2 separate regions of the Pan troglodytes genome follow, and region 2 is linked to region 1. The links are chromatin contacts, called in public HiChIP or PLAC-seq maps. All regions are on one chromosome and are shown on one strand. Each heading gives the region's core, a stretch centred on a gene start, on an enhancer-like site or on the middle of the called end of the contact. The rest is flanking DNA. Distances are from core to core; before and after follow the strand shown.

What was found. HiChIP or PLAC-seq counts read pairs in DNA pulled down with a chosen protein or histone mark.
Region 2: an H3K4me3 HiChIP or PLAC-seq map of stem cell-derived excitatory neurons shows a contact between it and region 1, with 2.5 times the contacts expected there. The contact joins the promoter of ACSL6 here to the promoter of FNIP1 in region 1. A contact is called at or near these places in 3 of 7 Hi-C or Micro-C datasets (induced pluripotent stem cells and stem cell-derived neural progenitor cells) and 1 of 1 datasets of contacts at active chromatin or transcription factors (stem cell-derived excitatory neurons).

What each region holds. Positions count from the first base shown.
Region 1 is chr4:129,561,121-129,567,108 of NHGRI_mPanTro3-v2.0_pri, reverse strand. FNIP1 (folliculin interacting protein 1) reads left to right here and starts at 3,748. Exons shown (of 17, transcript XM_003339105.5): 1 at 3,748-4,008. The coding sequence starts at 3,917.
Region 2 is chr4:129,772,644-129,779,249 of NHGRI_mPanTro3-v2.0_pri, reverse strand. It overlaps ACSL6 (acyl-CoA synthetase long chain family member 6), which reads left to right and starts at 3,265. Exons shown (of 21, transcript NM_001280466.1): 1 at 3,265-3,328. The coding sequence starts at 3,322.

The DNA.
Region 1 (5,988 bases), core at 2,499-4,998:
AGTAGAGTCTGAGATGTTGGAGGGACTCAAGAAATGTTTGTTGAATAAATCACTGTTTATGTTTTCTGGTGCTTCAGAATACTGCCATTTCCTTATTATATAGCAATAAATGGTCAGTTGGTTTAGGATTTTTTAAAAGTGGGGTAACTTGAGCCCATTTAATGTTTTTCAGGCAGGTCTACTTGATCATCTTGATTTTGAATGTCTTGTTCTGAGATGTCATCAATGAAATTATAATTTGTTTCATGATAATTCAGCATAATTGAGACTATACTTATTAGCATGATGGTTGAGGAAGATTTTAGTTTTATTGCCACCTTTTCCTATATGTAGTAACCAGGAAATGCCTATAGCAAAGAGTGCCTGTCTTTTATGCTATCAGGAGGGGAATCTTTGAAGCAGGTGGACAGAAATCTATAGACTGTTGGAGTTTTGAGGAGACTAAATCTTCTACCCTTGAGTGAGAGTGGAGTAGGCCTTATATCTAATCTTTGTAACCCAGTAGTTCCACATTGATATAACGTAGCATGAATGAGTAGATAATTATTTTCTTTCTCACATTTCCTCTTTGCTGACTCCTTAAACTTACAAAGGCTGCCTGTAAGACTCCTCAGCTTCTCTGTGATAGGATGTAGTACTAAGTAAAAGGAAAAATAAAAGATAATATTCACTGATACTAAAATTGAAATATTTAAAATTTAATCTGAATAATTATGTATAGTTTTGTCCTCTTTTATTACAAACTTGTATCATTTCAGCACTCTCTGATTCTGTGACTTTAGTATTACACTGCAATGTAGGAGAAATGTGATGAATAATAGGAAGTAAATATAGTTTTTCTCTGTACCTTTCAAGTATAAAACTAAATGAGACTACAGAAATAAAGCTATTACATGATTAGAGAATACTGAAAGTGTCTCTTATGCAAGCAGTTATATTCTTTTCCCTTACTATTAATACCTATAATTACCCATGAAGTAATTTTTTCCCAAGATGAAAGCACACAAGGTTATTGTATTTGGAAAGTTCCTTCTGAGGGGACCTGGAACTACTCTTTTCTGTGCCAGTCATGGACAGCCATTAGTCCTTAGTGTCTTTGGTCCTGTATAGACAGACTTTGGCCTGTTTCCACTTGTACTCATTTAGTGTAACTTAACTAGCGTAAAAACAAAACTTCCCCAAATGATTGCTCCATTAATTGACTGATAGGATCTACACTTCTGTTTACTTTTTAAAAATTGCATTGACTTTATTTTTTTGTTTACAAAAACTTCATTTTTCATTCTACATTCAAATGTTTTGTGAGAAAAATATACACAGCTCATTTTACCCTGTTAGAAATCTTTCAGCATTTGATGCCAGAGGATTATCTGAAATGTCTAGGTGAAATAGTACTGCTGTTTTGATCCTGTATTGCCCAGTAGCTTCTGGACCTTGGGTAATACACAGAGCAACTGAATGATTTTCAGCCTAAGCACCTCAAATGTTACCTCCTCAGACTTTGCTGACACCCTCATTTCATTGCTTATTTCTTACTAACTTCACAACAGTAGTTACTATCTGAAATAACTTTATATACTTATTTACTGTCTCCTCACCTAGAAAGTTAGCTCTTTTTTACTTTGGATCCCCACTGCCTAGAACGTAAATGATTGTGGAAAGAATATGTTAATATCTTAGTCATCAATAAATAGTGCAATAACTTTAAATACTTATTTACTGTCTCCTCACCTAGAAAGTTAGCTCTTTTTTACTTTGGATCCCCACTGCCTAGAACGTAAATGATTGTGGAAAGAATATGTTAATATCTTAATCATCAATAAATAGTGCTTCAAAAAAGTCTTGGAACATTGAAACTCAGTATTTTGGTTGTTGACAAATTCTCAAAGAGATATAAATTCTGCCTATTACTTTTTCTTTTCTAAATATCTTCAGACCCTTATTTAGAGCATAAACTCTAGCTGCAAATCAGTGGGAGTTGGTAGCCACTTAAAGAAAATAAAATTTAATTTGTATACCTAATTAAATGAAATTCTCAAAAAGTATTTGTTTTTTGAGATAGGGCCCCCTCTGTTGCCCAGGCTGAAGTACAAGTGGCACTCACTGCAGCGCTGACTTCCCACACTCAAGCTACCCTCCCACCTCAGCCACCCGAGTAGCTGGGACCACAGGTGTGCGCCGTGACCACACCTGGCTAATTTTTGTTTGTTTTTGAGACGGTGCCTCGCTCTTGTTGCCCGGGCTGGAGTGCAATGGCGCAATCTCGGCTCACTGCAACCTCCGCCTCCTGGGTTCAAGCAATTCTCCTGTCCCAGCCTCCCAAGTAGTTGGGATTACAGGCATGCGCCGCCACCACGCCGGCTAATTTTTTGGAGACGGGGTTTCACCATGCTGGTCAGGCTGGTCTCGAACTCGTGACCTCAGGTGATCCACTCGCCTCGGCCTCCCAAAGTGTTGGGATAACAGGCGTGAGCCACAGCGCCCGGCCACACCTGGCTAATTAAAAAAAATTTTTTTTGTAGAGACAGGGTCTTACTGTTGCCCAAGCTGGTTTCGAACTACAGAGCTCAAGCGATCTGCCTGCCTCGGCCTTGCAGTGTTGCGATTACAGACGTGAGCTACCACGCCTGCCCAAAGTATGTTTATCCAGCCTTCCAACCATATACAAGTTATTTCCTAAATTTCTCTGAGGATTACATCCCATTGTACGAGCTTCCTCATCCTGGAGGGGGAGTGAGTGAATGGATGGGGTTGCTGAAAATTTATAAGATTAGTTTGATCCAAACTCTGATATATTTTGGTTCCATGGGTTAAATAAGACTGTGAGGTCACATGTGAGCAATGTTTTTCTTTTTTTAGAAAGCGTTTCTTCCCTGTAACTTGACTAAAATTCCACAGTTCCTCCCGTCTTCATACCTAAACATTAAGATAGATTTATTAAAAGTCTAAATAATTAGCATAAAGGGTTAGATATCTGTACATATATGTCTTTAGGCTTCCTGACTTCGTTGGTTTCACCTGATTTTGTTGGTTACCAAGGAAACAGCCTAACTCCTGAGCCTCCAATCGCTAGCTCTTCCAAGAGACTAATTCCCGGTGTCAGGGTTCTAGGCGCTAGTACAAACTGCCCGCAGTCCCTGCTCGAGGCCGTCGTTGTGGGGAGCCATGGCTGTGGCAGGGGTCCCGGCAGGTTCCTTCACCAGTCCCTGTGAGCCAGCCCCCGCGCTGTCCAGATCCCAGACCTCTCGCGGGCCGGCGCAGCCTTCTAAGGGCGGTCCTGGGGTCCTGGGCTCAAAGTCCAGCCTTGGCCGCGGCCCCACGGGTACTCTTGTGGGCCTTCCGTGCTCCAGGAGCCGCCAGACTCTGCCCGGCGCGGAATGGAGGTGTGAAGCCGCAGAAACTAGGGAGGGGCTGACAAGGAAGACTCGGTTGCCCGTGGTTCCCTACGCAACTCTGTGGGTGCGGGAAGTCGAAGGCTTCTGCACTCCAAGGCTCCTGGCACCGTCCCCGCGCCACCCCGGCGTACCCTCTGATGGTCGCTGACAGCTTCACAGGGGAGGATCGAGACTGAGCCTGCTCCCGCTACACATCCCTAGCCACCTTCCAGTCCTGTCCTCTCGGCTCACGCCCCGCCCCGTGAGCTGCCACGTGACGGGACCCGCCAGTGAGCCTATGGGAGGCAGCTCCGCCCCACGCCCCCACCTTGCCCCTTGCTCCGCGCGCCGCCACGTGATGCGGCCCCCCTCCAGCCAATGAGTGCCGGCCTTGCCTCGCGACCCGCCCCGCGCGCCGTGGCCGTTTGAAGTGACTAATTTCTGTCATATGACTGAGGCGCCCATGGGGGTGGCGGGGCGGCTGTAGGAGCAGGGGCCTAGCAAGCGCCCAGCGGAGCGACCCCTGCCTGGCCGTGGCTAGCATGGCCCCTACGCTGTTCCAGAAGCTCTTCAGCAAGAGGACAGGGCTGGGCGCGCCTGGCCGCGACGCCCGGGACCCAGATTGCGGGTTCAGGTAGGGCGCTGTGGGGCGGGGGTCGCGGAGCCGATGGCCTTGTGGGCTCCGGGCTCCAGGGGTGTTGGGGCCTTCGGTGTTCCGACCCGAGCGGAAGCGCCGCGCCGAGACCAGCATCTGGTCCTCGGTGGGGTGGAGCCGGCTGCGGGCTCGCGCCGAAGGGTTGGAGCGAGGTCCTACCTTTTATTTTACCCCACCCGCCTCGCCGTTGCCCCTTCCCCCTCCTCCCGTCGGTTTGTTTACGACCTGCCCCCAGCCACGCGCGACTCTGCTCCTCCGGACCTAGCACCGCGGCCTGAGACTTTGGGTCCACACGCCTTCCTGGCACCGAGTAGAGTTGGGCGCGGGCTGGATTGGACCTCAGCCGCCGTACTCCGGGCCGCGAAGTTCTCCCCTCCTCCCCGTGACCAGTTGTCCTCCGGGCGCTGCGTTCCAGCTCCGTTGGCGTTGTGGAGAGAGCGGCACGTTTGGCCAAGCTTCTGAGTTGAGAGAAGGCTGGAGGAGCGAGTAGGCAGCGTGCCGTTCTTTCAGGTTTCTTGGACGCTAAAATTGGAGGTGTGCAGTAACCGGACCGAGCGACCTTAATGTTATCGAAGGAGAAATGTGAAACTTGAGTTTAGGGTTACTGCCGAAGGAAGACCAAATTGAATGAAATCTGGCCTTGGAATTGGCTGTAGATTCTTCCTTCTCAGAATTGTTACTGAAAAGGAGTCTTAAAAATTGAAAATGTTAGCAGAGCATTTTGTAGTGTTACAGGCTTTGTTAATTTTTCATTGTAGTACCTGTTGCTGGCAGAGTAACTTTTCAGAATTGTAAGATTTGATATAAACCTGAATTCAAGGTAAAATTTAGTCGTTAAACTGCACCTGAGGAGATTATGTCCAAACAGCCTTTATAAGTATTGCAATGTGGAAACTTGCAAATATAACTAGGCTAAATGTCAAATACCACACGTTTTAAACTTGGTAGGATAGCAAAGAGCCCAGTTGTACAACAGTAGTAGAAACAAAAAATAAAATAAAATAAAACAAAAAATAAAATAAAAATAAAAAAAAGAGAATCTGTCAAATTTTGGAACAGGCGAAGTTGCCACACTGGTTTAAGAAATTTTGCTATTCTTAAAATTATTCACTCTCTCTTGCTAATGCAGGTCTCATCAGGAAAAATTCAGTAAATGCATATGGAATTGAAGAGGTTTTTCTACGTATCTGTCTTTTCCCCTGAAAAATAAATGTGTCATGCTCATCTGTCTCTCTTTAAACATTTCTTTAGTGTTTTTCCTTTGAAAAATGAAAGTGCAGGTTAGATAATACTACATTGAGCCATCTAGTAACTCAAGCGACAATAGGAAACAGGTTCCGATAGGATATTTAAAAGGTGGCATTTGAATAGACAACTGCTTTCTATTTCTGGACAAAGATTGACTTTGGGTACGTAGGGTTACAAGGCTCTCGAGTCACTCATATGAAAAAACATTTTCACGTCTGGTTTTCAAAAATGTAAAGTCTACTATATAGTTGCGTAATACTATTTTACAGTTACCAAAGAACTTTCTCATCAGTTATCTTATTTGATGTTTCACAGCAATCTTACGAGATAGAGCAAGTAGCAGTGCAGATAACTATATACTTTTGCCAGTGGAAGTAAGAATTATCTGTAAGCCCAATAACTGCAGTACATTATGGAATCGCTCACTTTAAAAATAAAACTTGTGCATGTGAGAAATGAAAACTGATGAAACAGAATAGGCATATCTGAAGGAAAAAAAAACCATTCTGGTTAATGTCACGTAGCTAATAACTTACAGATCTAATCAACCCAGGGTTTTTTAAAAACTATTTCATTGAGCTATAATTTATACACAATAAAGTATAAATACATTATAAGCATACATCGTATACAGTTGTGTACCCACCACCCCCATGAAGTTTTAGAACACTTCCATCACCCAAGAAGTTCCCTCATGCTCTGTTGTAGCCT
Region 2 (6,606 bases), core at 2,016-4,515, 210 kb before region 1:
GGTTAGAGCTTCCATATATGAATTGGGATGTGGGGGACACAATTTGGTCCATAACACATACGTAAAGTGCTTAGAAATAATGTCTGGCTCATACTAAGCCCTGTGTAAATGTTGGATATTATTATTGTTGTTAGGAAATATACAGAACTGCATTAGTTATTATTGCATTCTCATTGGGGGATGAAATTACAAGTGATTTTATCTTACACTTTTCTGTATTTTCCAAGATTTCTATGTTGAACAATTTTACTAATCTGAGGGGGAAAAAACACCACTACTCAGTAAAAGACATGGTTGAATATTGTTTGCAGCTCCCCAACCATTATATCATGTGTTAAAAGCCTTTGCTCCAGATTGGGTAGTTATCCTTAGTGGATTCTTTGTTGAGTTTCAAGTTTTTGGTTCAGGTCTCCGAATATGTGGTTGTCAGAATACAGAGAAGCAAAGACCTGGCTCAGCCCACCCAGCCCCATCAGTCAGAGCTTCCACTAGGAGATGCAGTAATGGGGACAGAGGATGCATCATGCTGTGTGCCAGCCCCCTATCCACACCCTCTGGAGGGCAGGAAAGACCTTCAGCAGTGGGATGGTGAGTGGATCAATTTGAGTTCTTGGCTCCAAACTGACTAAACAAAGTCTGGACTGACTGTTTTAATCGAAAAAGAGTACATTAAAGAACATGTTCACTTCTAAAAGACTCAACTTTTGGGGCAGTTCAAGAAACAGGCTCAAATTTCAGTTTCTGAAATGACTCCCAGAATCATCCACCATCCATGGCTTCTGTTACCACCCTTGTGCCAGCAACGTAGATGCCATGTGCATGACTTTCTTTCACTCATTTCTGGCTTTTTTATCGAAGGCTCATTATCCCATTACTCAGTGTGTTTCATTGGTACAGTCTAAGTCACTAATCCACTCCTAGCTGCAAAGGAAGCTGGAAAAGTGAGTTTTCTGGATTCTACCAGAGACACTTGCAACTTGGGAAACTATCAAAATGTAGGAGAGAATGAATGAAAAATGAATAAATGGGAGTCAGGAGCCCAGAACTGCTGTGTGACCTAAGACAGTTGTTCGCCTTTCCCAACATCAGTCTTCTGCTCTGTCAAATGGGATAATATCCTCTGCATTCTTTGGGCCAGACCCCATGCCAGGGCTGCAAATAGATGATTAGGCTCCTGCCTGCCAACCCACTCAGAGATGCTAGTCTGGGAGGAGATATGTGTGAACATGGCTGGCAGCTATGGTGGCTGGATTTGCTGGCTAAGGACCAAGAGGGATATCCAAGGGCTCCCCAGCCTGGCCTGGGCATTTCTGGGCCCTGGGTTCCATGGATGCCACACCCATGCAGTCTAGGGCCTGAGTCACAGCGTCTACCCATGCCTGCAGATGGTCCACAGATTGAGACTCACAGAGAAGGAAGAAGACCTTGGGAACTCAGGACAGGAAAGAACAAGTCCCATTACTCAGTGGAAGGAACAGGCCTAGAGAAGAGAGAGACCTGGCCATGATCCCACAACCAGGCTAGGGCCTTTCTGTCCCCATCTCTCAGGGGAAGCCAAGCCATGCTCAGAGGAAAACAGAAAAATACTTGGCTAAGCTAGAATCAGTCACAGCTCCAGTACTGGTTTTTGAATTAAAATATTCACAAGTAGCAGAGACATCTGTAGGGAGAGTAACGGGATGCGACATCCTGCTGGAGGCCAAGCTAAATGTGTCCCATGACATCACTCTGAAGAGGAGGCTGCCAGAGCCGCATAGGGCCCGGAGTGCTCCTGCAGCTGAGTGCCGCAGAGGCCTGAGGCTTGCAGCCTGGCTCCTGGCCCCCTGCTCTGTGAAGAAATGCTCTGTTGGCCCACTGGCCTATGGGGAAATTACCTGACCACCTCCCTATACCAGTCTGGTCTGGGGAGATATGTTCTTTCTGCCCAGCCTTCTGGTTCCTCTGGGTCTCCTCTTCAGTACCAGCAGATCTCCAGTTACTCTGCTGCCAGTGGGAGTGTATGGGTGGGGTGGGGGGATTCTGAAAGCCATGTTACTTGCTGGGAGGAGTCCTGCCACACAGCCTCTGTCACACCCTCTTGGAGGAGCCCTGCCAAGCTTGAGATCCCAGCAAAGTCCCTGCCAGGCTGTGGCTGAGTTCAAGCTGGAGCAGCTCTCCCAGGAGTCCAGATCCTATGATGGAGAAGGTGTAGGATCCTATTGTAAAGATTGGAAGTGACTCAGAGGCACACATCTGCACACTTGCACCACTACAAGGTGCACACAGGCCTGGGCACATACATGCCATGTACTCGTACTACAGATACAGGCCCCCACACACACCCAGCTGCTGAGCTGTGGGCGCACATGCATTCATGGCTGATGGTCTCTGGTGGGCCTGAAGAGATCTCCTGCTCTTCCACTCTCTGCTTCCTGACTTCTGCTCTCTGGTTTTCTATCCTCTTCTTTCTGGGCTGTGGCTCAGCCAGCTCCTGGCCTGGGAGGGCTGCGTATAGAGAAGGCCCGGCTGCCTGAGCGCTGTCCTCGGTGCTGGAGTCCTGGTGGGCTCTGCATGCTTGAGGAAAACAAGCAAGGGCATTGGGAGGAGGTGATCTTGCTTGGAGGTGCAGATGTTCATGGGGTGCCCACCAGGATGCCTACCCTTATTATTTCAGAAAATGTGCAACTGGGCTTCCTCCTTTCAATGGCAGACACTGCAACAGGTGTCCAAGCCCTCTGCCCAGCAGTGTGGGCATCTGTGGCTGTGTGTGGCTATATGGCCATTCATTGTGGCTATGAGGGGCTTCTTGAGACCTCGTGTGCCACATACAGTTGTGTACGAAGATCATGATTTCCTCATGAGACACCTGTGATTCCATGTGGCTGCCTGTGACCATGTTACTACTGGTGAACACATATGGCAGCCTGTGATCACACTGAGTCTCCTGTGACCTTGCGTAGCCTCAGACCTGAACTCGTGCGTCCCCAGATGATCTGGGCACTATCTGGTCTAGCTGCCCGATTTGTCAGAGCCTAGGTGAAAACTTGCCACTCCCTCCCCTCACTGATTTGCAGAGGTGGCACCCGGAGGCTCCCCATGTCTGCAAAATTGGGTCCTAGGGGGCGTTGGTGTCAGCAGGCACCAGCCCACAGGAGTGTGCACCTCCTAGGACAGGTAACCGCGACCCGGCTGCCATTCGAGCCTGCCCAGCCATAAAAGCCAGGATGCGAGCCGCGCGGGGGCAGGGTCGCGTGTTGATGGGGTGGGTGGCGGCGGGGTGGGCTCAATGTCACGCTCTGGCGCTCGTCGCCCGTGCTCCCCCTTCCAGCCGGTTTCCGCAGAATGACAGGTACTGACGTTGGGGAGCGGGGCCGGAGAGGGCTGGTTCGCTCTGCGGCCGGGCCCCTCCCCCGCCCGGGAGCTTGGCGGTTCCGACACCGCGGTCAGTGCGGGGCAAGCCCCAGACCCGGCCAGGCTGCAGGGCAGGGAGTAAGGCTCGGTTGCGAGTGCGCGCCGCGCCCTCCCCCTTGAGCCGTCTCCGCAGCGGCGCGGGGAGGCGGGAGCTGCGGGGCCGGAGGGCGGGGGCTAAAAATACCCGGCAGCGGCGGCGGCGGCGCGGCTACTGCTGGGGCTGCTGGGCTGCGGGGCTGCGGGCCGGGGAGGCCGGGCCGGGCCCCGCTGACCGCCATGCTGACCTTCTTCCTCGTGTCGGGGGGCTCCCTCTGGCTATTCGTAGGTAAGTGCCCGTCCTGTCCGCGTCCGGGACTCCCATCTCCCGCAGGCTATGAGGTCTTCGCCCGAGGTGGAGGTGTTACATCTCCGCGGCCGCCGAGCCCCCATCGCCTGCTGCTGAGCTGTCCCGTCAAGGTCCCCAGGGCCGCCTAAGTACACCCTCCGCCCCCAGTTCTCGCGGGCTCCGGGCCGGGTTTGGGGAGCACCTGGGTCTGCGGAGGGAGATAGGGGGCTTGCTCTCTGCGACCCCACCACAAACCCCCGCCGAGTTCTTGCGTCCCCCTTCCCTGATGGCAAGGACCATCCGCGGATCAGATTAGGCCCTGAGCCAAGGCCAGGAACAGACATTGCGTCCTTGTCCATCTCCTGGGACCAGAAACCGAGGGTGTTGGTCCCCGAGGTCCCACAGCAGGTCAGCTATGTAACCCGGACTGACCTGGGCTTCCTGATCCCGGCGAGGGGCTTCCTCACGACCCCTCCCTGCCCGTCCTTCAGCCAGAGTACAAGATTTCTGTAAGGTAGGGTTCACCTGGCTCCTCTGCTCTGCCCAGGGCTGCTGTGTCTCCACTGTTTCCAGACCCCTCCCCTCCACCTCACAGGAGTCAGCTTCACCACTGCACTTCTTAGGCGGCTACAAGGACCCCTGCTCGATCCCGCCTCCGCGCTTACCTCCCTCAACCCCCCATACACCCACACCTGGAGTCTCACCACAGGCCCTTTTATCTGCCAGTTCTACTACCCGCACCGGCTACTTCCCCTCTCTGAGCCTGGGGTCCTCCAGAATATAATACCACTAAAGGATCTCCACCTCCACCCCAACCCCCATGTGCAGATTCAGCCTGATAATTTGTGTGCAGTGCTTGATCCTTAAATTGGCCTTAAACCTGTCCTAGGCCACAGCAAATGCTCTATGAATGTTAGTGTTTATTATTATCTCACATTCAAACAGCACCATCAGAAGTGGTAATAAAGCTTTTTCTGAGCCAAGGAAGGGGAGGAAGTTGACCCTTTTGAAATCCTTACCTGAGGCTTTGTATGTGTTATTTAATATTCATGGAAAACCCTAGGAGGTCGGTGGCACCATCCCTTTTTTTACTGAGTTCAGAGGTCAGTTGACTTGCCTAGTGTCACATGGATATCTGGCAGACTGGGATTCCATTCGAGGTTTTAATTGATCAACCAATGCTAAGTGCTTGGCTGGATCAGGCCTGAACCTGGAGGGTTGGTGGGCCAAGTAATCACTTCCTTCACCACCACCATTTCCTTAAGTTAGGCCACAGGGACACTTCCCCTGAGCTGGGAGAGTGAGTGAAGCCTCCCTAATCCCCTCAGCTCCCTAAGCTCCTTCTGTCTGCCAGTGTCTGTGACCGGCTGTGCAGGGGAACTCTAGTCCTGAGGCACATCCAGCAGACAAGGGCAGGGCTAGAGCTGGGGTTGGAGGTAAAGGGCAAGGATAATTAAAATAATGGTGATGGTGGTAGTAACAGCCACCATTTAATGCCTGAGTGATGGATGTTCTCAGAGCCTCTCCCCACTGCCAGGACCCCTTTGCCCTACCCTCAGGAGGCCCCACCCAGCCATGGGTCCAAGGTCAGCTCTCTGAAGACTTGGTCTTCTGTGGCTGCAGGGAGGTGTCTAGGGGCTGCAAGACCACTTGTGACCGGGGTCATCAGCAGCCTATGAGAAAAAGTCCCTCACCCTGTGGGGTCCTTGTCTGTGAGCAGGGTTAGCTGGCACTGACTCAAAGTGGAGTCCTGTTTCCTTGTGGAGCATTTCCTACAGTGGTCAGCTCCCTCCTCTAATGGGAAACTGGGGGATCTGCCTCACTGAGAGACTATACAGGGCCTCAGAACCGTCAAGCAGGAGCGATTCTTGGGGCAGGTAGTGGCTGCTTCCACAGAGGCCGAGCTTCCCAATGCAAAAAGCAAGAGGCTGAGGCTGATCTGTGGTGCTTATTGGATAGAATAACCCAGACAAATGCTGGGGCATTTTAAGTTATGTATCCACCCTCCTTGAGACTCCACCTGGCCCCCAGCCTTTCTCTGGTGGCAGAAGAGACTCCTGAGTTAAGAGCTGTAGTTCTGTGAGCACACCTGAGAACATGCTCTGCCTTGTCATCTCCAGGGTCCCATGGTCCCACGGCAGCTGCCAGATCCCTTCCACTCAGCCAGTAACAGGAGGCAATGTCTCTCTTTAGTAGAGTTATGTGCTTTTTGCCACCTAACCTGGCCCTAGGGAGACAAGGTAGGGCCAGGCAAGGGTTTCCCTCAAGGGCCCTCAGGGAGAGATGACATAAAGTCGGGGATGGGGGTGTGGCAGTGCACCAGGAGGAGGAGCTGACTGTTGTTTGCGGGAGGTAGCCATCTGTTCTGGGCTGTGTCTGTCCTGTTGCCTGCTGGAGAGGCCAGCAATGAGTCCTGGGCCAGCCCAGATCTCACCTGTGTGTTGAATACTAAACAAGGAGACAAGTAAAATAAGTCCAGCATGAGTCAGATGCTAGGTCTGGTTTGGGGAAGCATGCCCTCAGTGCCATAAACACCTAGAGGACAATGGGAGCAGAGGATCAGAGCTTCTGCCTGCCTATACAGCACCTTTGTGCAAAGTAGGAAGAAGTCTCACTCTTGGTGGATAACTTTCTAAAAGGGCACACCTTCCTCTAGGCTAAGGCAGCCCCATGCCGCAGGGTCTAATCTGTTCAATCATATACCCAACCATCAGTGACATATGAGTGGGCTTCCGCAGCATTCAGGGGAATTTGTCAGAGATAGGGAGGCCAAGATCCAAGTGGAGGAAGCCAGACTAGCAGAGTTTGTGGAAGAACTGCAATGGGGGATGAGTCTTCAGGGTCTTGTGCCTGAGCAATGTGGGTTGTGGGAGAGGATTCTGGAGAAGGTT